Regions from separate parts of the Zea mays genome. Here all the other regions are linked to region 2. A link is a contact called in public Hi-C data. All regions are on one chromosome and are shown on one strand. Each heading gives the region's core, a stretch centred on a gene start, on an enhancer-like site or on the middle of the called end of the contact. The rest is flanking DNA. Distances are from core to core; before and after follow the strand shown.

Region 1 (5,600 bases), core at 2,418-4,917, 290 kb after region 2:
GCCAAGATCCTGTTTTCTGCATAGCTTCGGTGATTGCTACACGAGATCGCTGTTTAGACATCGATTTTATCGGCAGATGACCAATTTACGGTCATTATCTGCAAGGAGAGGGATGCTCCTAGACACTCCAACAAGGACACGATGCGCGCCTGATTATTGCTGTAGCAAGTCACGCTGTGCATCCACTAGCAACTGGCCGTCCGGGCCGGAAACATGAGTTTCCCGTGCTCACTGCATAGGACAGATCTGCCTTGTGGTCATGCCTGTTCTTGCCGCATGATCTGATTGCTATTCAGCCACATGGTGTAGATTGTGATTTGATAGTGTTCCTGATCTGACGACAGATGGTGTTTTGATTTCTTGGCCTAACAGTCTTAGAAACGACGTGATCTCTCTGTATAAGACAATGAAATCATGTATCCTAGATTCTGGCACGAATATGATATTACTCCCCTTTTCTACAAATCTTAAGAACAGCTTTAAAAAGAACAAACAAAAACATATATGTTCTAACATTATTTTCTAATCAAGCGCTATTATTAATATAGTTAATGGTGATTAGTTGATTAATAGAAAGTAACAACATAATAACTATTAAATTTATACAGCTACTAACTGAAAAAACTGTTTTTGCCTTCTAAAATTCCTTAGCTTAGTATGAAAAGTTTGATCAATTCTATCCGCTTTGTTGAGTATTCTCGAGTCGACGTCCTCGTCATCGCACTGTCACCGCTCAGTTGTAATCAACTTTGGAAATGTTTAAGTAATAGGGGAGTATATAATGCACTAATTTGTGTTGTTGGCGGCGCGTCCTTGTTGAGATCTCAGTTTATTCCAACTTTGGAAATTTCATGTCTTTAAGTCTTCACAGAATAAAACAAGTTTAAAGGGTGTTTGGTTTTTAGGGACTAATGTTTAGTCTTTTCATTTTATTCCATTTTAGTTTATAAATTAACAAATATAGAAACTAAAATAGAGTTTTAGTTTCTATATTTAGTAGTTTTGAAACTAAAACGGAATAAAATGTAGGGACTAAAAATTAGTCCCTAGAAACCAAACATCCATTAATATGTTTTTGACAAAACACTATAGTAGACACTTAAAACTTCCTTATAATCATCGTACAATCATAATAAAATTCTTAAAACTATAGATATGCCCCATTAGTTACTTACCAATATATCTAATCTAATTAAGTTTTAATTCATCGTATATCAAGAGATACTCCCTCTATCTCAAATTAAAATTCGTTTTAACTTTTTACTAGATTGATAAAATAATTAATGTATGTGTTATATATATATAATCATCTATATGAATATGAAAAAATATAGAGATAAAACAACTACTATTTTAAAATGGAGGGAGTATAAAAAAGAATATAATAGAAATTTTTTATATCTCTTGACATAAGTTAAATTAAAACTTGATACGTTGGTAACATAAATAATGAACTATATTTATATTTTTTTGTAAAAATAGTTATGATATTGATAGTTCGATTGCACGGGAATCTTAATTACACAACCATTTTTTTCTTGTTTTTTGGCCTTCACGGGAGAAAGCAAGTTTGGGCTATAATTACTAGTCCTTTTTTTTTAAACTTAAACCATGTCCTTGTTAGGGTGTTGTTTTCAGAGAAACTAGGAACACCCGAGAACCCAAGACGAGTCGTTGTCGTGCTTTCCTGTTGTCACTGCTTTTGTCAAAGCCACGGCGCTTGCACATAGAGTGGTATCGATCACAATGAACAACCCTTGCTGTAGCTTTCGTTCTCTCTACTGAATGTATATCTCATATTACCACTGCTTTCCTCAAAACCACGGCATGCGCTAAAAGTGTGTTTGGTTTGGTTTTTGCCCACTAAATTAAAAACGTCAAACCAAAAGGCTAGAACTACAATCATGAAACAGTTTTTACTAATAAAAGTCGACTTTCTCAGAAGAAACTTTAGCGACTTTTAGTGATTTCTATCCAACGGTTTTTAGTTTTTTAATAGATTACAACATATAACAACTTTTTTTATAATTCACGGTCCACAACAACTTTTTTTCATAACCACAACCCAACCCTAATACGTCATCAGTGTAGTAGTTCACAACTTCACACGAAATTCGCTATAATCATGTTCGCTTGGCTTTAATTCATACCAGCTTTAACTACTTATACAATGTTTTTGTACCTATAAACTGCAGTTATAACAATCTAAACAGCCGGCTTCTACTAAAACAGCCGGCTTCTACTATTTCTACGATGTTTTAATCCAAGCTTTTTTGTCTATATGGATTATATTTTTGGTCGTCTGAACTGAACCGAGTATAAAAAAAGGAGGCAAGGAGAAGACTGTCTTTCAAGGCTGTTTGGTAGGGCGCTTGTGCTGGTCAGACTAGAAATCTATCTTAGCGTTAGGCTTCCCAAATCCAACACACATGGGAATGTTGGGCCTGCTAGGTTGACTTCCAAATCAAAGATTTAGCAACCAAATTTTTGACAAAAAATATTTACTAACAAGCTAAATACGAGGTATTAGCAAATTTCGGCAAGAAACCAAACAGAGACAAAAAAAAAAACTTGGTTTGCCTGAGTTTTAGCTACCAACGATCAGCATCGTTGTCAGCCCCTTGTGTTTGTGGTATGAACGCACTTGTGCCAAATTAAGAGAACCCCAAATAACAATGAGACGCAAACTCCGAACTACTAGCAGACTGCAATTGATGAAAGCCGAAACAATTCCATTGAACATCCATAGCAGTACAATGGATGCAGATTTGCATTGTATAGTACACAAAAACCAAATGAAAAAGGGGGCTTTTTTACGTGGCGCTGTCCGTGTGATTCCAGTGTAGTATATGTACATACATAATAAAATGAAAGAAATCCAATTTGTGGGAGCGGAGCGGAGCGGGGCAGAGGCAGAGCAGGACAGGCACAGGATCCTTGTTCCTAGGCACCGATCCTGCCGAATCCGCCGCCGCCGCCCGCGGCCATCATGAGCTTGAACTCGTCGAAGGAGACGAGGCCGTCGCCGTTGCGGTCGACGCCCTGGATCATGCGGCGGCACTGGGCGACGGTGGCGGACTCCCCGAGGCCGCGCAGGACGCGCGCGAGCTCGGCGGGCGTGATGAGGCCGTTGCCGTCGGCGTCGAAGACCATGAAGGCGTGGCGCAGGTCCTCCTCGACGGCGGCGGCGTCGGCGGACGCGGACTCCATGAGCGCGGCGAACTCGGGCAGGCTGATGCAGCCGTCGCCGTCCGCGTCCGCCTCCTCCATCATGCGCGACACCTCGTCGTCGGTCACGGCGTGGCCCACGCCCTCGAACAGCGCCGCCAGCTCGGACCGCGAGATCTGCCCGTCGCCGTTCGCGTCGAACTTGCGGAACACGCGCTCCGTCTCGTCCCTGGTTGTGGTTGACGACGACGACGGTGACCTCCTCGGGAGTGGGGACGGGGACGGCGGCGCGCTGGCCGCGGAGGAGTGCGGCGAGGACGAGCCTGCTCTCCGGGCGCTGCCGCGCTTGCCGCTGCGGGAGCGCGAGAAGAAGGACCGAACCTTGCCCATGGAAGTGGAGCGGGAGAGGAAAGGGAATGGATTGATGTGGCTGGTGATTATTGATTGGCTTTGCCTGTTGAAGATTCGTGGAGGCACTGGTGGTGGATGAGGAGAGAGAGGGAGGGGCGAGGGAGGAGAGCGGGATTTAGGCGGGCCGCGTGAACCGGCCGCGGTTAGTTGTTTCCGTTGGGGTCGCACGCACCGCCAAACTTTCGGGAGGGGAGCCACAGCTCCGCGGTTTGGGCTCGCCAGCTCCGCGGTTTGCGCGTCCCTCTCGCGCCGCGCGTCGGATGAAGACGAACGAGTCGACTCGTCGATCCCCGGGCCCCGGCACGGATAGGGCTGCCATGCCCATGCCAGGCGTGCCACGGAGCGCGCGGGCAAGCACCTGGTTTTGCGGCTGGGACGCGGAGGCTAGCTGGAGATTATGCGGCGGCGCGTGGATCCAGCACACACACCGGGATTGGAACCCCAACTTGTCTCCAGCCCTCCACCCTCGAGCTCGACACGGGCATGTCATCAGGCACGTGCAGCGGGTGGCTTGGCCGTCTGACTTCTCTTCTGTTTCTTGATTCCTATCGGAAGTTCTGAACGTACGGTCCCAGAGCCGGTGGAGTCGTACAAAAAAACGTACGACAAAAGATGTTCTCTCTCTCTGTATCTGTTGTATAGAGCCAGAACCATTTTCTTCCCAGTGACATTCTGATTTGACTTTTGTTAGTATCAACAACTATTTTATTAGACATTTATTGTAGGACTGGACATAAAAACAAAAAAAAACTCATCCGAAAAAAACCGAACTAAATTTCGGTTACCAATCTATGTAAATCGTACTTAATTTCAGAGTTTGGATTTTTTTTATTCGGTTTAAACCATAAACATATGGGCCACGCCCACTGGTCCTAAGTTTAGCCTATCACACACATCACAGGCTCACGACCTTAGGCCCTCAGGCCTTAGCCTCACACAGATGTACGCAGCTCACGGACCTATCGGTCTCATCTCAGGCTCTCAACAGTTGTCCTTGTCGGAGTTATCTCCTTCACGGCGGCTTCACGCTCACGCACGGAGTCACGAATGCGCATCAAACCATACCCTATCTTCGCTCGCCGTGCCGCCACCTCTCGAGTGCGGACTACCAAGCCACCACCAAGAGGCAACCTCTCGCCACGAGTCGGCCACCAGCGGGTCGCCACTCGTCGACCATCGCTCACTACTAGCCACCAGCGGCCACCGCTCGCCACTAGTCGGCCTCCGCCATCGCGCATCCTTCGTCGCCCTGTGCCCCTACCGTCGATGGCCGACCTCGTCGTGCCCTGCGCCCCTACAGTACTGAAGACCGAAGAGGAAAACTAAGGTGAGTGCCAGTGTTGTATTCTTTGCTTATGTTATTCATTAATTGTTAGGTGACTGTGGGCTGTGTGCAGTGTTGTTCTTTACTTATGTTGTTCATTAATCATTAGGTGCAAAATAGAAAATACCAAAACATTAACCTTTTTGTTTTATGACACAATAATGAGCAGTCCTAGGAGGAGAAATTTTTATCTAGACATGTACTCAGTTCTCTAACACAGCAGTCATATGGCAACACCAACAAAGCAGTCCTCTAACGAAGTATGATTTGATTTTGCATGTATGTTCTCTTCTTTTTTTTGTGATTTTTGATTTTAATGTTTTGATGTGTGGCCACTGCAATGTAGGTCGTAAATGCCAGCAAGGAATCGACACGGACCAACAACGCTTCTAAGGAAAAGAAAGAAGATAACGTGAAGAAAAGGAAGGAGATTGTGCCTAGATCAGAAGTGTGATCTCACTTTGTCAATATTTGTGTTTATAGTCACTTGAAGAAAGGGAAAGGCAAGTATTGATTGAAAAGGATGGTGATAATGCTCTCATATCTTTGTTGTGGTAGAAGGGAGGATATTTCTCACAATGTACACATCACCTAGCTTATTAATTTCAATAGAGTTGAGCTCATTAATCACAAGATTTAAGCGGGAATACATGTCTCTAACAAGCTTATTTTCTTTCATTTCAAAGGAATTATTCTT
Region 2 (6,321 bases), core at 3,245-5,744:
CCGCGGTCCGGCCCGGAGGCCGGACCGTCCGCGGTCCGGACCGTCCGCGGTGGTGGCGCGGACGGTCCGCGCGTGCGCAGAGTCAGTTAGGGTTCCTAGTTTCTCGCGGGATTTGTTACCTAAAACCGCGGGATTAACTCGGAAATCAGTTGGAAGCGGATCCAGACCTCCCCCTTTATATAGATGAAGGGCTACGGCCGATTGAACCCCCCAACAATCGAACAAATCAAGTCTATTACTCGTTTTTACCTTATGCATTAGGAGTAGTTCTAGTCTAGTTCTAGTTTAGCCCTAGTTTAGTATTCCAATCCCCAAATTCTCCGCCTCTCCTCGACTCTACGTCGATTAGAGGAGTCTAGGTCGGCCTGCCCGAGCCTAGACACCACCTAGGATCTCTCCTCCCCGACGGGGTCCCTCCCGGGAGCGAGATCCAGGCGTCGTCGGCGATCTTCCGCCGCCCCTGCGCACGCGCGGACCGTCCGGCCCCAGGGCGCGGACCGTCCGGCCGTCAGGCAGGGAACCCGGGCTCCTGCACCAGGTCGCGGACCGTCCGGCCCTGTGCCGCGGACCGTCCGCGCCTCACCAGAGAGCACCGCCGCCTCACGCCAGGTCGCGGACCGTCCGGCTCTATGCCGCGGACCGTCCGCGCCTGACCAGAGGGCACCGCCGCCGGTTCTTCTTGAGTGATTGGCGCCTCCAAAAAGGTGTCAACACATTGTTTTTTTATTGTCTAGCTGATCATAAGTTTGTAGCAATAATTTTTTTGTTTGTCCATTTACGTGGGGCAGCAGGCTGCTGCGCTCTTGAGAGAGCAGCCCATCTACCACGCCGTACAGCGTACCATTGGCTGTGGGGCCGCTATGCCCCCAGTGGCGCTGCCCGGCAAGGAGGCTGGGTATTTGGGGGAGTATCGGCGAAGCATCATAGCTCCCGACGAAGCAGGGGCTGCGACCAGCGCGCTGGACGTTGCTGGGGGCCGCCTGATGCTGGCGGCGGCTGCTGCCTGGGGGCAGCGGCAGAGCTCATGATCGTCGAGACCTTTGATACCAGATTGGTAGGAGCCATATTCCCTATACTGACGATATGTTTCCGTTGCAACGCACGGTCACCCACCTAGTAGTATATACTCCTACATAGACATCATGCCCCCGCGCCGCGTACAAACATACGGAAGACATTTACGAAGCCTAATTGGAGAGTGATGATGGGCTTTCACCAGCCAGCCCAAGGAGTCCATCCAAGTCTTTGCCTCTTTGGTGTTCACACACGATCTCTCTCTCTCTCTCTCTTTTTTCCTCACTCTGTCGTCTGATAATGATAATAAATAAATATAGCGAAGCGCGCGCTAATTCGAAACCGGCACGCGCGCGAGGCGAGACAACTGGCCGGCTGAACACGCTGCCTTCTCTTTATTTATATAATATAATATAATATATAGTTGGAGAGGAGAATGTATGGGTACAGTTGAAGTGCAGCAGCAGTTATAATCGATGCATGGGCATGTCAGTCGTGGCTCACCATTGCTGGGTTTGTACCCACTGACTACATACCACGACGTGTACGAGGGCGCTGTATATGGATGGCAACGCGCGTACCCAGTGAATACGCGTTACCATACCACGCGAACGCACGAAGCTGCCGAGCACTTGGAGCATCATCACCAGCAGGCGCAGGTAGACCACCGTACCGAGAACGGCTCGGCCGCTGGCGACGTACTACTTGGGAACAGTTGGGAGTTGGGGCTTGGCCGGCCGGCCGTGGCACATTCTTGCCTTGCGCGTTCGCTCGTTCGTACAGCTTGGCCCGGCTCCACAGCCCACGCGCGCCTGACGGCCAGGCCAGGCCAGCACGCGCCCGACACCGGCGCCGGGACGCTCACGCCACGCGCTCTCGCTTCGGCCGGCCCCGTGCTTTTAAGCCAGGGCGCGCAGGCTAGCTAGTGTAGTGCACGCCGCGCCGTTCACGGCTGCGGCTGCCTTTTGAGGGACAGACAAGCAGGCGCTCCGTCTCAAAAGCCACGCGCGCGCCACGAAGGAAAGGCAGGAACGGGCGAGGAGCCGGCACTTGCGGGTGGCGGCTGCCGGGCTGCCGGCACAGCCGCGCGCTTTTGCGAGCTGAAAGGCTAGCTAGCTATGTGCTGAAGTGTGAAGTGAGGGTTTCAGTTTCAACAATGGGACGCGAGGGAGCTCTGTGTGTTTGTCAAAGCTGTGCGATCGGAAACTCTTGACTTTTGCCGACGCATGAGAGACGGCAGCAGGAGGGAATGCGTTTGCTTGCCTACGGTCGGCAATGGTATAGACGTACTAGCTGCAGACAGCAGCACGAGCGAGCACGTATTATTGGTGGATGTTGGACAGAGTTAATGAGAGCTAGCCTAGCGCGTGCGTTAATTGGCGATGCTTCAACAGCTCACCACCATCTCCCAGGTGAAGCCAGTATGGACAGCCAAAATACTCTCGTCTTCACTGTACCGCACTGGTCTTTCAATTTAAAAAAACACTCCCAGTCCTCTGGTGTCTTTTTCCCCTTCCATTTTTCTTTTTTTTTTTTTGGCTCTAAGTGGTGCAACTGTGCAAGGCCGGCCGCGCGCGCGCACTACAGAGTACAGACATATCTCTTGTCGTCAAGTTAGCTCATATACTACTAGATATAAATCGATGTGGAGCTCGGATGCCAAGTGGTGCTCTGAATAGGGATCAGTGATCAGGTCATTACGGACAACGGATTAAGATGTTTCGTTAGCTGCCAAACTTGTTACAGTCTTACCTAACTTTTTTTTTCTTGATTCCTCTCATTAATGGACAATCAGGGCACTTGACGCAGCCGGCTTGCAGCTGCAGATCATGGTGCTTCCAACGGCTGCCGTCTCACGGTCACGGAGGCAGTACAAGAAGATGACCAAAACGCTGGCCATAATTCATTGCTAACGTAAAAGGTTGACTAGATCGGCGGCCAAACACCCCGTTCAGCAGGGTGTTTTGGTCTCCGTGTGATCGTAATATGAAAACTACCCACAGACAGAGTACTACTATATTGTCTGATGAGCGAGCTGTAGAATTCGCAACGGTTTTGACCAGCTCAGTGCGGAAACGTACTGTTCTTTATATAATCTCCTACGCTCTTGCTCACAGCAGCATGGAAGCCTTGGATTTCTCAACAGAAGCTGCAGGCCGCGTTGCTTAATTGTTTTTTTTCTCTATTTCAAGGTAAGGACGTCAGCCACTTTAGAAAACTTGCATCATCTGATGCTGATCTCAATGTCATCATCTGTTCTTCTGCAGCCAAATTCAGTACAATGGTTTTTTTTTAATGGCAAGAAGATACTAATGATAAAGGATTCGCAGATCAGATTAGCTGTACAGAGAGATTCCTCTGGCAATCACTTCCCCACTCACAACAAGACACTATGGGTGTTGGCATTGGCCTGAAACAACCTGAACTTTATTTCTTCTGTTCTGATTAGTACTAGCTACCTGGCGGAATATATATTTCTTGGGAGATTAATATCTGGATTGCTCCGCCAGTCGTCCCTGCCGTATGCGTCCCGGCACTGAGATCACGATCGGATTCACAACAAAAATACTACTAGCGTCTACTCCTACAAGACAAGACAAAACAGTTAGGACCTGTTTAGAAATACAATTTTGAAATACTGTAGTTTTGACATACCATAATTTACTTGTACATGACATAAATACTACAGTATTGCTTTACCACAGTAAAACTACAGTATTGCTCAAAACCGAGATCTGTTTGGTTATATTGGAAAAACAAAGTATATGCAGAGAGAAGAGAAGAAAACCGAGGTCCTGAGTGGAGTTTCGAAAACTCCAAAAATACTACAGTTTTGGGTGAACCATAATATTTAAAACTGAGTTTTGACTATATAAACCAAACACCTTTTGAGCTTTAATACTATAGTATCATCAAATATCACAGTAATATTACAATTCCAAACAAGGCCTTAAAATTGCATTGCTGCATTGACGTCCTCCGTGGACACGAAAAGGGCTCTAATTTGTTGGGTGGATAAAAATCCGGTCGCCGTCCCGCTTCCAAACCACGCAAAAACCCCACTCCATGGGGCAGGCAGGACCCCGCACCAAACGACCACCGGAAAAAGGAAAAAAAACACTCATTTTAGACTAAAAATACACTCATTTTCAACTATAATTCATTTCAGACTAAAAATACACTCATTCTAGACTCTGCGCTAGCGCTCAAGACCGAGGCCGCAGCTGTGGTCGTGAAGAGAGAAGAAGATTAGAGTAAATCAGTACTGCCCTACGATAAGGACGGAAGGTAGAAAGAAGTCAATAAGGATATTTTTATTTTCTCAAACTAGCCCTGTAAATACGAATGCAGATAATGGTATAGATCAAATATTTTGATTGAATAATGGTCTCACTATAATACTCGATTTTCGTGTAATGACATACATCTGGAAAAAAAAAGCAGCCAGCTGAGAGGCCGAGAGGCACATCCCTTCCCAGTTCCCACTTCCCACTTCCCACGGCCCGCGCTGCCTATTCGGATCCCCTTTCTCTCTTTCGGTCTTCCCCCTTCCCCCCACTTTCTCCGACCCACCCGGCCGCGGCAGCGACGGTTCTCGCCTCTCGGTCTCGGGTCAGCCCCTGCTGCGACCTAAACTCTAGCGGTGCCAAATGGGCTACCTCTCCTGCCGCGCGGACTCGTCCGTGGCGACGTGCCGCTCCATCACGGCCATCTCGCCGCTCCCACTCTCGCGCCGCTCGGGGTCGGGGTCGGGGGGCGGCTCGTCCAGGCCCCCGCTGCCGCCGGCGCAGGCGGCCATCGAGCGCTTCGACTACGCGGAGCTGGAGGCGGCCACGTCCCACTTCGCGGACGCGGCGCTGCTGGGCCGGGGCAGCCACGGGGCCGTCTACAAGGCCGTGCTCCCCTCGGGCCGCGCCGTCGCCGTCAAGCGCCCCTCCCCGCGCCGCCCCGAGGTGGACAACGAGATCCGCATCCTCTCCTCCGTCCGGGGCCCGCGGCTCGTCAACCTCCTCGGCTTCTCTGACCCCGGCCCCGCCCCGCGCCTGCTCGTCGTCGAGTACATGCCCAACGGCACGCTCTACGACCTGCTCCACTCCAACCCGCGCCCGCCGGGCTGGCCGCGCCGCCTGCGCCTCGCGCTCCAGACGGCCAGGGCCCTGCGCGCGCTCCACGACGCCGACCCGCCCGTCATCCACCGCGACGTCAAGTCCGCCAACGTCCTGCTCGACGCCAACCTCGGCGCGCGCCTCGGCGACTTCGGCCTCGCCCTCCGCGTGCCCAAGGCCACCGCCGGCGCCAATGCCGCCGCCGCCGCCGCCCCCACGCCGCCGCCCGCCGGCACGCTCGGCTACCTCGACCCGGCCTACGTCACGCCCGAGAGCCTCAGCACCAAGACAGACGTCTTCAGCTTCGGGATCCTGCTGCTCGAGATCATGAGCGGCCGCAAGGCCATCGACGTCCAGCACTCGCCGCCGTCCGTCGTCGAGTGGGCCGTCCCGCTCTTACGGAAAGGCAAGGTCGCCTCGCTGTTCGACCCGCGTGTGGCGCCGCCACGAGACCCGGTCACCCGCAAGGACCTTGCCGCGCTGGCCGCCAGCTGTGTGCGCTCCTGCAGGGAGCGGCGCCCGTCCATGGCCGACATCGTCCAGCGTCTCGTGCTTCTCAGCAAAGCCGTGTCGGCCAAGGTGTGGAACGGGCTCGCCGACGGGCTTGCCGTGGTAGGGAACCCTTGTGCGGTTGTTGATGTTCAGAAGACCATCTCCAAGCGAGGTGCTGCCAGCCGCAGGGCTGAATCAGAGAGGGAGTCGACTTCAGCATTGGTGTTTGACGACGATGAAAAGGAGGATGTAGATGCAGAGGCCTTGGAGGAAGATCAGGTGCCATCCAACAAGTCACCACCCCGACCACTGAAGAACGGGATAGTGTTTTCCGAGGCAGGGGCTCGGGAGAGGAGAAATCTCTTGGACCTGATGGCTCGGATCGATGGTGTTGCCGGCCAAAGATTCGGCATTACCAGAGCAAGAACAGTGCGTGCTAATGGTGAGCTCATCGAAAAGGATGCAGTGTTGCTCCTAAGGAGGAACCAGACGGTAAGAGTTGTTGGATCAGAGGCACTGCCGAAGTCTGGAAGGATTTCTCGCTATGATGTGAAGATCAAACACAAAGCAGGGGAAGAGCAAGAGGAGACAGGGAAAGCCCAAGACAAAGTAGAGAAAATCCAAGTTAATGCAAGCGGGATTCAAGAAAGTTCCAAGGAAATATTAGGCAAGACAGATAAATTGTTGGATGCACTGGAGCCAAACCTTG
Region 3 (6,106 bases), core at 3,259-5,758, 300 kb before region 2:
CAGCTTTGAGCCCTTATCTATTTGCCTTAGTGATAGATGAGGTCACGAGGGATATACAAGGAGATATCCCTTGGTGTATGCTTTTCGCCGACGATGTAGTTCTAGTAAATGAAAGCCAAGAAGGAGTAAATAGAAAGCTAGAATTATGACGTCAGACCCTAGAGTCGAAAGGATTTAGAATTAGTAGGACCAAAACCGAGTATATGAGATGTGACTTTGGTACTACAATTAGTGAGGATGGAGATGTAAGCTTGGGGGCCACGTACCTTCCGTTATTTGGGATCGATGCTACAGAGAGATGGTGATATTGATGAAGATGTTAGTCATAGGATCAAAACGGGGTGGATAAAATGGCGTAAAGCATCGGGAGTCCTATGCGACAAGAGAGTGCCACAGAAGTTGAAAGACAAGTTCTACGGGACGGCGATTAGGCCTGCTATGTTATATGAGGCTGAGTGTTGGCCTACTAAGAGACGACATATCCAACAACTAAGTGTCGATGCGTATGTTGCGTTGGATACTTGGATATGTGGGCACACAAGATTGGACCGAGTGAGAAACGATGATATATGCGATCGGCTAGGAGTAGCGTCAATTGAAGAAAAGTTTATTCAACACCGGTTGAGATGGTTTAGGCATGTACACCGGAGACCGCCAGAGGCACCGGTGCATAGAGGCATCATAAGACAGGACAATAATGTGAAGAGAGGTAGAAGACGACCAAACTTGACATGGAAGGAGACAATCAAAAGGGACGAATGGAATATCCCAATGGAGTTGTGTTTGGATAGAAGTGCTTGTAAATAAGCTATCCACGTGCCGAACCGTGATTAGGCCTTTTCCCTTTTAGTGCTCTCAAAAGCTTCCCCCCTTTCTCTCTTTCTCTTTTTGGTGATTTCTTGTTGTGTTTCAACTCTAGCCTACCCCAACTTGCTCTTGACTAAAAGGCTATGTTGATGTTTCGAATATGTTCAAATCTTAAGTAATACTCCCTTAACTTATGGACAAAAGGACATTTGGACCATACTTTAACTGTCATTTCCAAGGTAGATCTATTATTAAGATACCAACATCAATAACATTAGGCCAATGGCGGTCACACCTAAAACGCGTATGACTGGTGCACAAGTCAGCATGACTATATTTGGGAGAGAGAGAAGGGGAGGGTTATGAGCATGCATCAGAAATTTAAAACCATAATATGTATCAAGGTATAATATATATATTGTGTCCTCCATTGACACATCATTTAATGTTTGGCAAGGATGGCCGCAGAAACACTTCACATACTCAACAACAACAACAACAAAGTCTTTTAGTTCCAAGCAAGTTAGGGTAGGCTAGAGTAGTAGAGTTAAAACCCAACAAAACACATAAGTCAAGGTTTGGACACATGAATAGGTATTTTCCATGCACTCCTATTCAAAGCTATATCTTTTCACATACTTAATATAAAAGTGAAACTCAACACATCTTCCAAATGAATAACAACATACATGTCAGTAGTCCTTAGTCCATTTTGAGTTTTTGGTACTTCCACCCTTACTTCTAAATAAAATAATCTGAACTATGAAACTGGACCAAATTTTAAGTCATATCCCTGAATCAACTGCCTCACTACTTTTGCTAGTTATTATTGTCAATGCTTTATGTTGTTATCTAGGGTGAATCGGGATTTCATAATATTATTAGAGTAAATTACACTAGTCCCTAACCTACCGCACGATTCTCATTTAGATCCCCAAACTATGAAATTGCATATCTAGGTCCCTAAACTATTTAAGTATCCCATCCCGGTGCAAAACAGTCACATCACAGTTCATTAGCTAACATTGCACTCTAGCGTGGAACCGACATGCATGTCCATAACTCATAATTACAAGGATGATACCTAAACTATCATTGGATTCTTACAAAAGTCTCAAACTATAAAATTTGGATTAGGATTGTAGTACTTTAATAGGTTAGGGACCTAGATGAGTAGTTTTATAGTTTGGGACCTAGCTGAGAATCCTATGATAGTTTAGACAGCCCTTGTAACTATGAACTATGGACCCATATGTCAGCTTCACGCTGGAGTGCCACGTCAGTTGATGGACTGTGATGTGGTTATTTTGGATCAAGATATGATACTTATATAGTTTAGGGACCTAGATATGCAATTTCATAGCTTGGGACCCAAATGAGAATTACATAATAGTTTAGGGACCGCCAGTGTAGTTTACTCATATTATTACCACTGATAACGCTTCATATCTTCCAACATGTGTCTCATCTAGTTTCCTCGGCGATCAGTAAAACCAACTATTTCAACTTCCTGAACTCTTGCTATGCACAATTAAATTACAAACATGTGTTCAATAAAAACACCATGCCTGAACCTTGAATTATCGGAGTACAGGAAAGTAAATGCAACTGATAAAGGTAGGAAGTTACTTGTACATGAATCCTAGAAGTCAGTAAATACTACAAGGGCATGAAGTTTTAAATCTTGTCACAGTGCCCAGACTAAGCAATGAAGACAAACGATTTAGAATATCGATAAAAAAACTGAGGCAAACAAAATCTGTATTGACTTCCTCAATACCTGAGTAATATTTGAAGAAACAGTGCCAGCTTTGGGGTTAGGCATCAGTCCTCTTGGTCCTAGAATCTTACCTAAGCCCGCAACCTGAAAAGTAAACAGAAATAACTCAGGCTGATAATCATTTAAAGGGGAGCCCACATTGAAAGTTTCTACGAACATGTCAAATAATGCAACAAATATATACAGAACTTTGGACATTTAGTTTAGCATTAGTTATCAAAGAATGAAACATCTCACACATGTATTCTTGTATTCCGAAATTAGATTGGCATAGCCAATCTATTTTATCTATAGAAAACAAAAAAATTAACAGTTTACATGGTAAGACACTTAGGACCTATAGTAAGCACAACTAAATATTTCATTTCAAATTTTGTGGTAGTATCCAACAGTAAATTGAAATGAAGGCAGAACTGTTAATAGCTCATACCTTAGGCATCATATCAGGTGATGCAATCAATTTGTCAAACTCCATAAATCCTCCTTTTATTTGTTCAATCAAATCTTCTCCACCTACGATATCAGCTCCGGCAGCTCTAGCTTCATCTATCTTCTCACCTGTGAGGTCAGAAAATAACTATTAATGCATATAATGACCATGATTATTTCAACTACTGGTGCTACCATCTTTATGATAATGACAAGAAAAACATGACTATCTTTCACAAAGGATATGAAAGAGAAGTTTCAGTCATTCAACAAGGGTTTGCTAAGTGGACAGCACAAAAATAGCACCATCCCAACTCCCAAGTGACTTCTTGTAAAAAACAAAGAAGTAGAAACATCATGAACATAATAAACTGATTGTTAAATTCTTCTACCAAGATGCCAAAGATGAATTAACTTTGTCCAATCCAATATGTTGCATTTGAACTCTGAAAGAAGCCATGGTACTTTAAGAAGAAAAAAAATACAAAATTAACCAATCGGGTCATCAGCACACAATGTTTGCATAAAAATAAAGACAAGCGTGTTTCAGATTAAACCCATAGTCACACATGAGGCAAGGCAATAGTGTCAAACAGAACAATCACACATATGACCCACTAGCACAGTGAATTCAGTTTGTACTAACTATCGCTCAACAGGATTTCGTTGTGTTTCAATCACCGCCCACCTTGTGTGAGAACCGCAATCTTCACCGACTGGCCTGTTCCCTTGGGCAAATTCACCTGTGGTCACCACGACCAGCACAAATTAACGAACGCAACAGGGCACAAGCAACCAAAAAGAGAAGGCCAGAAAAGAAGAAACAATACCGTGGCCCGGAGCTGCTGGTCATTGTACTTGGGGTCGAGATTCATGCGGAAGTGCGCCTCCGCTGACTCAACAAACTTGGCACTGGACATCTGCTTCATCAACGAGATGGCGGTGGGCACGTCGTAGTCCTTCTTGCTCTCCCTCAGCTTCTGTATCTCGAGGAACCTCTTCGACCTCGTCTGCGCACCATCAAAACTAGCACAGCATCACCGGCCGTACACAAGCAAGCAAGCCACAGGAACCATATACGGAGGGTGGGGTATTCGGCGATATGCGTACGCGGTCGCGCTTAAGCAGTAGCGCGGCCTTGCCGGTGCGCGGGCGCGTGGGGGCCGTGAACGCGGGGCCGCGCCCGCCCTCATACCCGTCGTCGTCGTCGTACTGGCCCTGCTGGTCGACCTCCGCCTCCTCTTCGAGCACGGCCCCCTGCGGGTCGGCGATGGCGGCCGCGGCGGGGCGGCGGAACGCGAGGAGGAGCCGCGGGTACGCACGCAGCGACGGCACGGAGGAGGGGAACAGCAGCGCGTTTGACGAGGCCGGCGCCGTGCTGCTGGCCGCCGGCGCGAGGAGGGAGGAGGAGGCGGTGGCCGCGGCGGCTGTGGCCATGGTGGAGGCCGGGGAGGATGGCGCAGCAGATAAGAGGGAGTGGAGGGATAGAAAGAGAAGCCGAAGTGGCAGCGCGGGTTGGTTATAGCCGAAAGATCTCGGCCTGGGTGTTCATCGGATAGGGCTGGTCGTGGGCGGGCTCGCGGTCGCAGCCTCGCAGGGGCAGGGATGACGGGCGCCGCGCCTGGAAAACTCCTCCCCCCTGATTCCAGTGATTTTGGCTCAACCGAGACGCCCGGTCACCTGCCTGATCTTGGTTGGGAGTTGGGACGAGCGGGTGTACGAGTGTGCGATCGTGTCGTGTCCGCGCGGGCGACGGGTAAGGAGAAACACGGCGAGTTGGCTGGGCCGAGACGCGCGCAGGTGTTCGGAGCTCCTGATTTGGCTCAGCCCCGAGGACCGAGAGCCATGCGGATGCGCGCGAGGCAGCCGGACAGGTGTGTGGTCGCGGTTCGCGTGTGGGTTCGAGCGGCAGCGACGAGGGACGCATGTGTGGCTGTGGCTGCCAGCCTGCGACTGCGAACTGTTTGTGTGTGGCCCTTGACTCTACTCTATATCTATACTACTATATTATTTAGATTATCCACCAAACAAATTCAGATAGCTGGATAACTCTATCACCCTTACTCAAATTCAATGATGAACAATATTATCTAGATCATCTATCATTTGTCATGTCACCCTTCCCTTTCCCACAATCTGTCGCCTCCAACCTCTCCCTCCCTCGCGTCCCCGTCGCCCTCTCCCCTTCACTCGTGCCTCCACCGTCAATTCCTCCTATAGTTCTGAGGCCTATGTTGTAATACATTGGTAGTGTGACCATAACATGTGGTTTTCTCACTTTGTAATCAGACTTTAGGTTGTTTCAATGGCACACCACTCCACATACATACAATGAACTTTAGAAAGTGCAGGAGCTCCAACTTTTTCCCCTGCTGCCACCATGTAGAGGGAGAGAGAGAAAATTATCTCATATATCACTACACTTTTAATATAGAATTTTCTTTGTGCGTCGCCATGTGTCTCTCACGCGTGAGTAGGGGTGGTAATGGGCTATAAACTTTATACTGCAAATTTTAAGGATCGAATCGGATTAGGGTCGGGCTCTATTCTTATTCATTTTTGAACTAATATTATTTAAGGGCCTTAACTTTTGTGAAGAGGCATTTGGATCGTGATCCATTACCACCTCTACGCGTGAGCGCCCGTGTCCGTCCAACGCGGCAGGGCTCCTACCACTATGGCACACATCCATTTGTGGTACATAAAGGAGAGATTATATATATCTATACACTATAATTTAAAAAAAAAATATAATCATGTTTGAATATATATATATATAATTTAAGGAAATGCAACATATATGATATACAAAAACTGTAGCAATATTGAGAGCACCTAGAAAGGGGTGAATAGGTGATCCTGTAAAATTCAACACTAATAGCCACAAAACTTAGTTGTTAAAGTTAGAACGGCTAAGTAGCTTGAAACGAGCTCTTGCGAACACAGACAATCAAAAAGAAAGCACATAAGAGACACGTGATTTTTATCTCGTGGTTCGGCCAAGTAATACTTGCTTACTTCCACGTTGTGGCGTCCCAATGAACGAGGGTTGCACTCAACCCCTTTCAAGTGATCTAATGATCAACTTGA
Region 4 (6,236 bases), core at 3,463-5,962, 460 kb before region 2:
GTTAATATTAATTGCCCCTGTATCATATCCAGTAGCAGGTACCGAGGCAACAGTCTTTCCTTCAACAATTTCTTTGCTAAGACTACATTCTTCAGATAATTTTGTAGACTTCTCCAAGAAGCTTTTAAAGGCATCAGACTGAGATAATATGCTGCATGCTGATAAGCCCATTGAAGAGGGCTTTGATGGAGAACTGAAGCCAAGAGAAGGCAACTTATAGGGTTCAGTCTGTTGCATTGAACTTTCAATAGCTCGAATTTCATCAGCAATTTCTTCTGTTTTAGATGTATCTGACTGCCTTGTCTTCTTTGGTAGCCACCACCGGATGTAATTTGTAAGATCAATTTTCCTCTCTAGACCAAAGCTTCCTGCAAATTTCCCATCCAACATGATATCCTTGCCTGTAGTTTCAGAAGTATTAAAATCATTAGCCACACAATCTGATAGCAACTTCTATGACCTTATTATAGTTTGGGAACTACAAAGAACAGCAGAAGTATGTACAGACTCACCACAACTAAGGCTCATGTAGTCATTGCCGAGTCCCAAAGATGTATCCCATCTGGAATTATGAAGTTGCCTGCATGATAAGGCACTCCAGTGTGAAGCTTTAATAAGTGCCTTGAGTTTTTTCTTTCAAGATCCTGACTTAATGCATGCAACTTAATGTTGTATGAAGAAATTCAATGTAGCTTGGATCAAACTAGCGATTGGAATTGGTAGTAACTGAACTATGGGTCAAATCAAATATTCCTAATGAATGAGGTATCTTCTGAACCTTCTTTATTAGAATAAATTAAGGGTTCGCATAAAAAAGTAATTTCCATTAGCAGGGATAGAAATCTTCATAGCTAACACATACCTAAGAAGCCCACGATATTTTGGTAACCCCCTGTAGAAGGCACTGCTCTTTCTGCAGTAGATGGATCTTCTGGTCAGTGCTTAAAAATGGAATAGTATATATATACATATATGCGCAAAAATATACCTCCTAAGAGACACGAGATAATCCTCCTTGGATATCATCTGCATCTCTTCAAGGTCTCTTGCATAGTCAGATACCTAAACAAGCAAACATATAATGAACATAAGTCTGAAAAATATAACACAGCTCTAACTGACTACTGTGATAAAGCATGGAACAGAGATAGCATAATACTCTACATTGGAACTCACGTACAGTTATCACTTCAAGCAATTCTATATGTTGATACATTTGTTTTGTCACACTAAACAGAAGATATTGTTGTTTCTATTGTACTTATCAGTCCACCGACTTGAATCTTCCAAAAAAAAGAGAAAACATTGTACTCAAGTACAACTGTGCAATTATGATATGCAGACATCCATTTCCAAACATCACTAGAAAAAACAATACAATTTATGAATAGAAGTACATGTTGGGAAGTGTAACTTCTTGCCCATCATTTCATAATGTGAATACAAAGGAGTACAGCAGGTACTTGTGCAAGCATGATATATCAGCACCACTGTCAAATTCAAAATAAAGGACAAAAAGAAGGCAACAACCATGTTGTAGACACATCTTAAATCTGGTTACAGTCTCAAAACCTCCAATTTGGAAAAGAAAACCATGTTGCTCAATAGCTTTTGTCAAGATTTCTTTGCATATAAGACCAATGGGTCAATGTTAGAAACAAAGAGAAGAATTCCTTTTACCAAAAATATGATACCCACAAGATGCTTCCTCAATTTCTATTAGCGGAAAGCTGATCTTAAAATCTTATTGATCAATGTTAGAAATAAATAAGGGTCGTTTTACAAAAAAAAAAGTTTCCACAAGATGCTTCCTGAATGAAACAATTTCTATTAACAGAAGGCTGATCTTCACGTCAAGTGCGAGAACTTTTACAGCAATTTAAAACACGAGTCACAAGCATCACCACACAAGTAAAAATGACTCACTGGGAAATTTATTTGTGTTCCAGCTCCCCAGTATTTTAATGCAGCAAGGTCATAGGCCCTTGCTGCAGCCTCTTCATCATCATATGCACCTATGTTATTGTGCACAGAACAGAAAATGATTAAGAAAATCATTGCAGTTCAGCAAACTAAGTTAAACCAGGATGCCACTTACCTAGATATACTGCAATAGCAATTATATGATGTAGTTTCCATGCAAAAGAAACAATTCAATCAGATCAGATCAATGATAGATAGCTATGAAGAAATAAACATCACAAAGAAAACAATGTTGTTGACTAAATACAGTTATTCATCTCCCAGAGATATAAAATAGATCAGAGGAAACTGTAGCAGGCATAGATCTTTACTTTCATCCATGTATTGCAGTGATTATGGCATAATGCAAGAACAATCATTATTTTGTGATAGCCCAACTGGTTCACAGCACGGTGGGAAAGGTGGAAAGCATGTTTGAGTGTCAAGTGTTAGGCTGTCTCCAGCAGCATCCCCTAAATTTGGTCCCCTAAAGGAATATTCTCTGTCCTTTACAGCACACTCTAAAAGATTCTGTCCTCTATATCTTCTATGTCTCCAGCAACGTCCCCTAAATTCGGTCCCCTAAAGCTACAGTGTTAACAGAATTCCTTTTTCTATTTCTTTTTCTGTTTTCTTTGTTTTGTACCCATTTTATGGTATTCAAAGGATGCTAAAAAAATTGTATTCTATAATTTTAGAAATAGTAATCTAAAAACAATGGTTGAATAAAAAATGTCGTGTATACACAAGGGGAAATCGATGTCGTTAACCAAGTATTTTGTTTCGTAATTAGTGTAGAAAAGGTAAAAACAAGTTGCAAAACTATGTTTTTCAAATACCGTTGCTGGCTTTGGAGGCAAAATGCACGCGAGAACTCCCCACATGCAAGCAGGTCGCAGGATAGCGGATGAACCAGACTTCTCCACATTTAGCGTGTAGACAACAAACTCTAAATTTTAGAGTATGCTATAGCGTTTATTGTTGGGCGCATAGAGGAGTACTATGTACTCTAAATTTACCGGAGAGGATGCTTTAGCGGTCCTTGTTGGACACAGTCTTAGGTTGAAGAAGATTCCTCCAGTCACCAAAAGAAATGTCAATTTGGACATGTAGCTTTGACCATTAATTTCTGTCAGGGTATATATTTATACAAAAGCAAAATCACAATATTATAAATATGTTTCACAAAGTTTGTCTGGCCCACATATCTTAGAGGCTCAACAACTGACGGTTTTTTCACAAAATCAGATTGTACCTAGGCGAGAACCATCATAATTCCATGTAATCTCAATCAAACACTATACCACCTAGGTATCCAGACCAGACAACATTGCACAACAAAGGGAGTATTTAAGTAGATATCAGTGGCACAGTATCAAAAGTCTGAGTACGTGGTACATGCAACCGAAGCTAAATTATATACATCACATGAGCGAGAAGTTACTAATTCACATTACTTTATGAAAGCCTGATGTCTACACAAGCAAACCAAACTATCTACTCAATCTAATGAGGCTGTAGTGGACAAGTTTGCCCATCTGACAGTTGCAATCTATTTAGGAATCCAAGAACACATACAATTGCAGCTACTGTGTATTAGAGAGACAGGCATACCCTGTTTGCCCTTTTTGTTCTGATTCTGATTCCACGTGCTTTTGTCCCAAAGGTGAGCCTCATATCGACCTGTCCACCTATGCCTATTGATGGGCCAAAGTCAGTTCTATATCAATATATACAAACATGTAAGGTAATGAAGAAAAGGTTAAAAATAGTATAACAAAGTCATGAACTCATGAAACAAATGTTCGTAGAGGAAATTGGCTGCTAAAATTGCTGGTAGCGGCAAAAAAAACACAGCTAAATCATTTCGATTCATTTGCTGGACCGAAATTACTTCAGAATAATTCAGAACTGTATTGCATCGGCTATGTACCCATGCAACAACGACTGTGGAGTATGAGACCATGAACAGTGAATTACTGAATAAAACAGCATCGATCCACTACCAAGCTAAAATCCGGTATGCCAATAGTTGTCTGATTTTTTTAGAATTTAAGTAGTTGCAAAAAAATTATTCATGACTAGGATACCTACTGAGATCGGAAGGTCAACGCTGTTAAGACTCAAGAGAGTTTTTCTCACTTAACTCTGTACCGCAACCGTTCGACCTACAGGCTACAGGGTAGTGGAACTGCGCGCACATAGTAGAGCCCGAATGGCCGAAACAACGTGATAACTGATAAGCTCTTAGCAAAGGAGATTCAGCCAAGGAGCCATCCGATCGAAGCGCGCGCCGCACATAAGATTGCGCGAGGGCCTAAGCTCTCGGGCAGGCGGCAACAAGTAGCACGGAGGTCGGGAGGTGGGGCAGGGCAGGGACCGTGCGGCGCGTACCGGGTGACCCCGCGGTAGATGGAGCTCCGCTTCCCCGCCGCACAGGGAGGCATGCGGCTGATGCGCTCCTTGGCCGTGCACACGCGCTCCTTGCGCAGCGCCAACGCCCTCCTGGGCACCAGCTCCCCGGACAACGCAGCCGCTCCCGCAACGGCGCTGAGCGACGAGGACGAGCCGCCCTCCCCTGCCCCCGCCACAGCCACGGCCTGCAGCCCCGCGGCCTCGGGGTTGGGGGAGGCCATGGCGCCCACCGCCGGCCGGATCGATCGGTCGGTCGGGGCGGAGCCGAGGCGAGCCGCGACGGCGAGGGGTTCGGTGTGCGCAGCGCAGCGCAGCCAAGCCAAGCGTAGAACGGGTGACCGTTTGGGGGCAGCGTGGGTGGTGGTGGGATTTGAAATGGTGTGGAAGAAGCAGGGTGGGGGTGGGGCCGCGGGGTCGGGGCGATAGGCGATAGGGACGCGTGGAGCCCAGTGGGCTGGCACAGGGGAGACAGGCGGACGGGGGCGCAGGGGAATCCGAGGACGCGGCATTGATGGGTTGCCCTCGCGATGGATGGGACGGGAATGGGGGAAGCGCAGGACGGTGTGCGTCTCTGGGCAGGTGGGTTTGTTTGGGCCCGGAAGTGAAGTGACATGGGAACGGGGGATCGGATTGGCCCGTCGTCGTTTCCTCGAACGGCAACGGGTGCGCTTCTCGAGATAGCTTCTGCTGCCTCGACTTGAGTTCAGAGGGAGGAGGGGGATGCCGCCTTGTTGTCGTGTCGAGGTATCCACGTCTGCGGCATGCCGTACTAGACAAAGCGTAAGACACAGTGACAGTGCAACAGTTTGTACTATAGCGTGTTTTTCTTCAATTAAGAGCAGCAGTTAACTTCACAATGCGACGCCATGGCTCTTTAAAACACATGAATTTTATAGAAATGGTATAGAAATTAGTTTAAAACACATGAAAAACATAGGATTCAAAGAATTCCTTTATTTTAAAGGAGCCCTGAAACCAATGGAAAAAATGTTCGTTTCACCTTTGAAAGATTTATCTACTAGCAAAGTCGATAAGAGCTTTGTTTGGTTGCGGTTATATATAACTCAATTCACATACGTTAGGGTGAAATAAGGTGGAATTTGCATCCCGTCCATACCGACGCATGCAGATTAGGATGAATATAAGTACAACCAAATAATAAGATATAATCCATCAGATTTTAAGAAAGAATAATTAAAAATCGCCCTTATTACTCATGCACAAGTGTAGATGAGCGACGAAAAGCAAAGACCGTGAGATTTTAAGAGAGAAACGTACCAAAGAAGAGGCTAAATTATGGATTGGGAGGTTGGAGATGGACGCGATGCAAATGAACGGAACTGCCAAGGAGAGAACACGTGAATTGTAAATGTGTGTGGGTTGTTGTGTGTCATGCATATAGCAACATGGGTGATAACATGATGAGCCTGTAGTCCATTGAATCTTGTAACTATGGAATTTTCTTCTTATGAATATACTAAAATTACTATAAGATGTTAAGCGCTAGTGGACCGGGGTTGCAGCTGCGGTTATGGATTCACCCCTGCTCATAAGGGATTGATGTCTCTTGAAAACTCTGTAGATGGCACCATTGTGTCTCATATTTCTCTCTTCTTTGCATGCCACACAAAATAGTATGTGGCACCTCAACGCTCTACTAGATGGCTGATGTCATCCGCTGTACACGATGTCGCTAGAGAGTAGACTCGAATAATCCTGATGTGGTGAGATCCAGATCATGAAGTGGACACGAGACGCTGGTGCATCAAATCAGAGGGAATCACTGACCGGACTAACGGATAGCAAGATTCCGAGTCACCGTAGGACACACTCACACACGGCTGACGCACGCGAGAGCA

The links. Hi-C and Micro-C count contacts between places; a contact is called where the count stands out from the background.
Region 1: a contact with region 2 is called in a Hi-C map of tassel, with 2.0 times the contacts expected there. The contact joins the promoter of LOC100284346 here to the promoter of LOC103630308 in region 2. A contact is called at or near these places in 2 of 25 Hi-C or Micro-C datasets (bundle sheath and tassel).
Region 3: a Hi-C map of endosperm shows a contact between it and region 2, with 3 times the contacts expected there. The contact joins the promoter of LOC100283907 here to the promoter of LOC103630308 in region 2. A contact is called at or near these places in 3 of 25 Hi-C or Micro-C datasets (ear, endosperm and tassel).
Region 4: a Hi-C map of bundle sheath shows a contact between it and region 2, with 4 times the contacts expected there. The contact joins the promoter of LOC100279334 here to the promoter of LOC103630308 in region 2. A contact is called at or near these places in 2 of 25 Hi-C or Micro-C datasets (bundle sheath and ear).

Annotation. Positions count from the first base shown.
Region 1 is chr6:153,675,595-153,681,194 of Zm-B73-REFERENCE-NAM-5.0, reverse strand. LOC100284346 reads right to left here and starts at 3,667. Exons shown (of 1, transcript NM_001157241.2): 1 at 2,714-3,667. The coding sequence starts at 3,558. The coding sequence ends at 2,944.
Region 2 is chr6:153,965,798-153,972,118 of Zm-B73-REFERENCE-NAM-5.0, reverse strand. It overlaps LOC103630308 (serine/threonine-protein kinase-like protein At3g51990), which reads left to right and starts at 4,494. Exons shown (of 1, transcript XM_008651372.3): 1 at 4,494-6,321. The coding sequence starts at 4,665.
Region 3 is chr6:154,264,869-154,270,974 of Zm-B73-REFERENCE-NAM-5.0, reverse strand. LOC100283907 (50S ribosomal protein L1, chloroplastic-like) reads right to left here and starts at 4,508. Exons shown (of 7, transcript NM_001156805.2): 1 at 4,127-4,508; 2 at 3,847-4,026; 3 at 3,705-3,759; 4 at 3,018-3,145; 5 at 2,588-2,671. The coding sequence starts at 4,453.
Region 4 is chr6:154,428,805-154,435,040 of Zm-B73-REFERENCE-NAM-5.0, reverse strand. It overlaps LOC100279334, which reads right to left and starts at 4,712. Exons shown (of 10, transcript NM_001152355.1): 1 at 4,357-4,712; 2 at 3,577-3,659; 3 at 2,099-2,107; 4 at 1,927-2,015; 5 at 989-1,062; 6 at 863-913; 7 at 513-580; 8 at 1-401. The coding sequence starts at 4,598.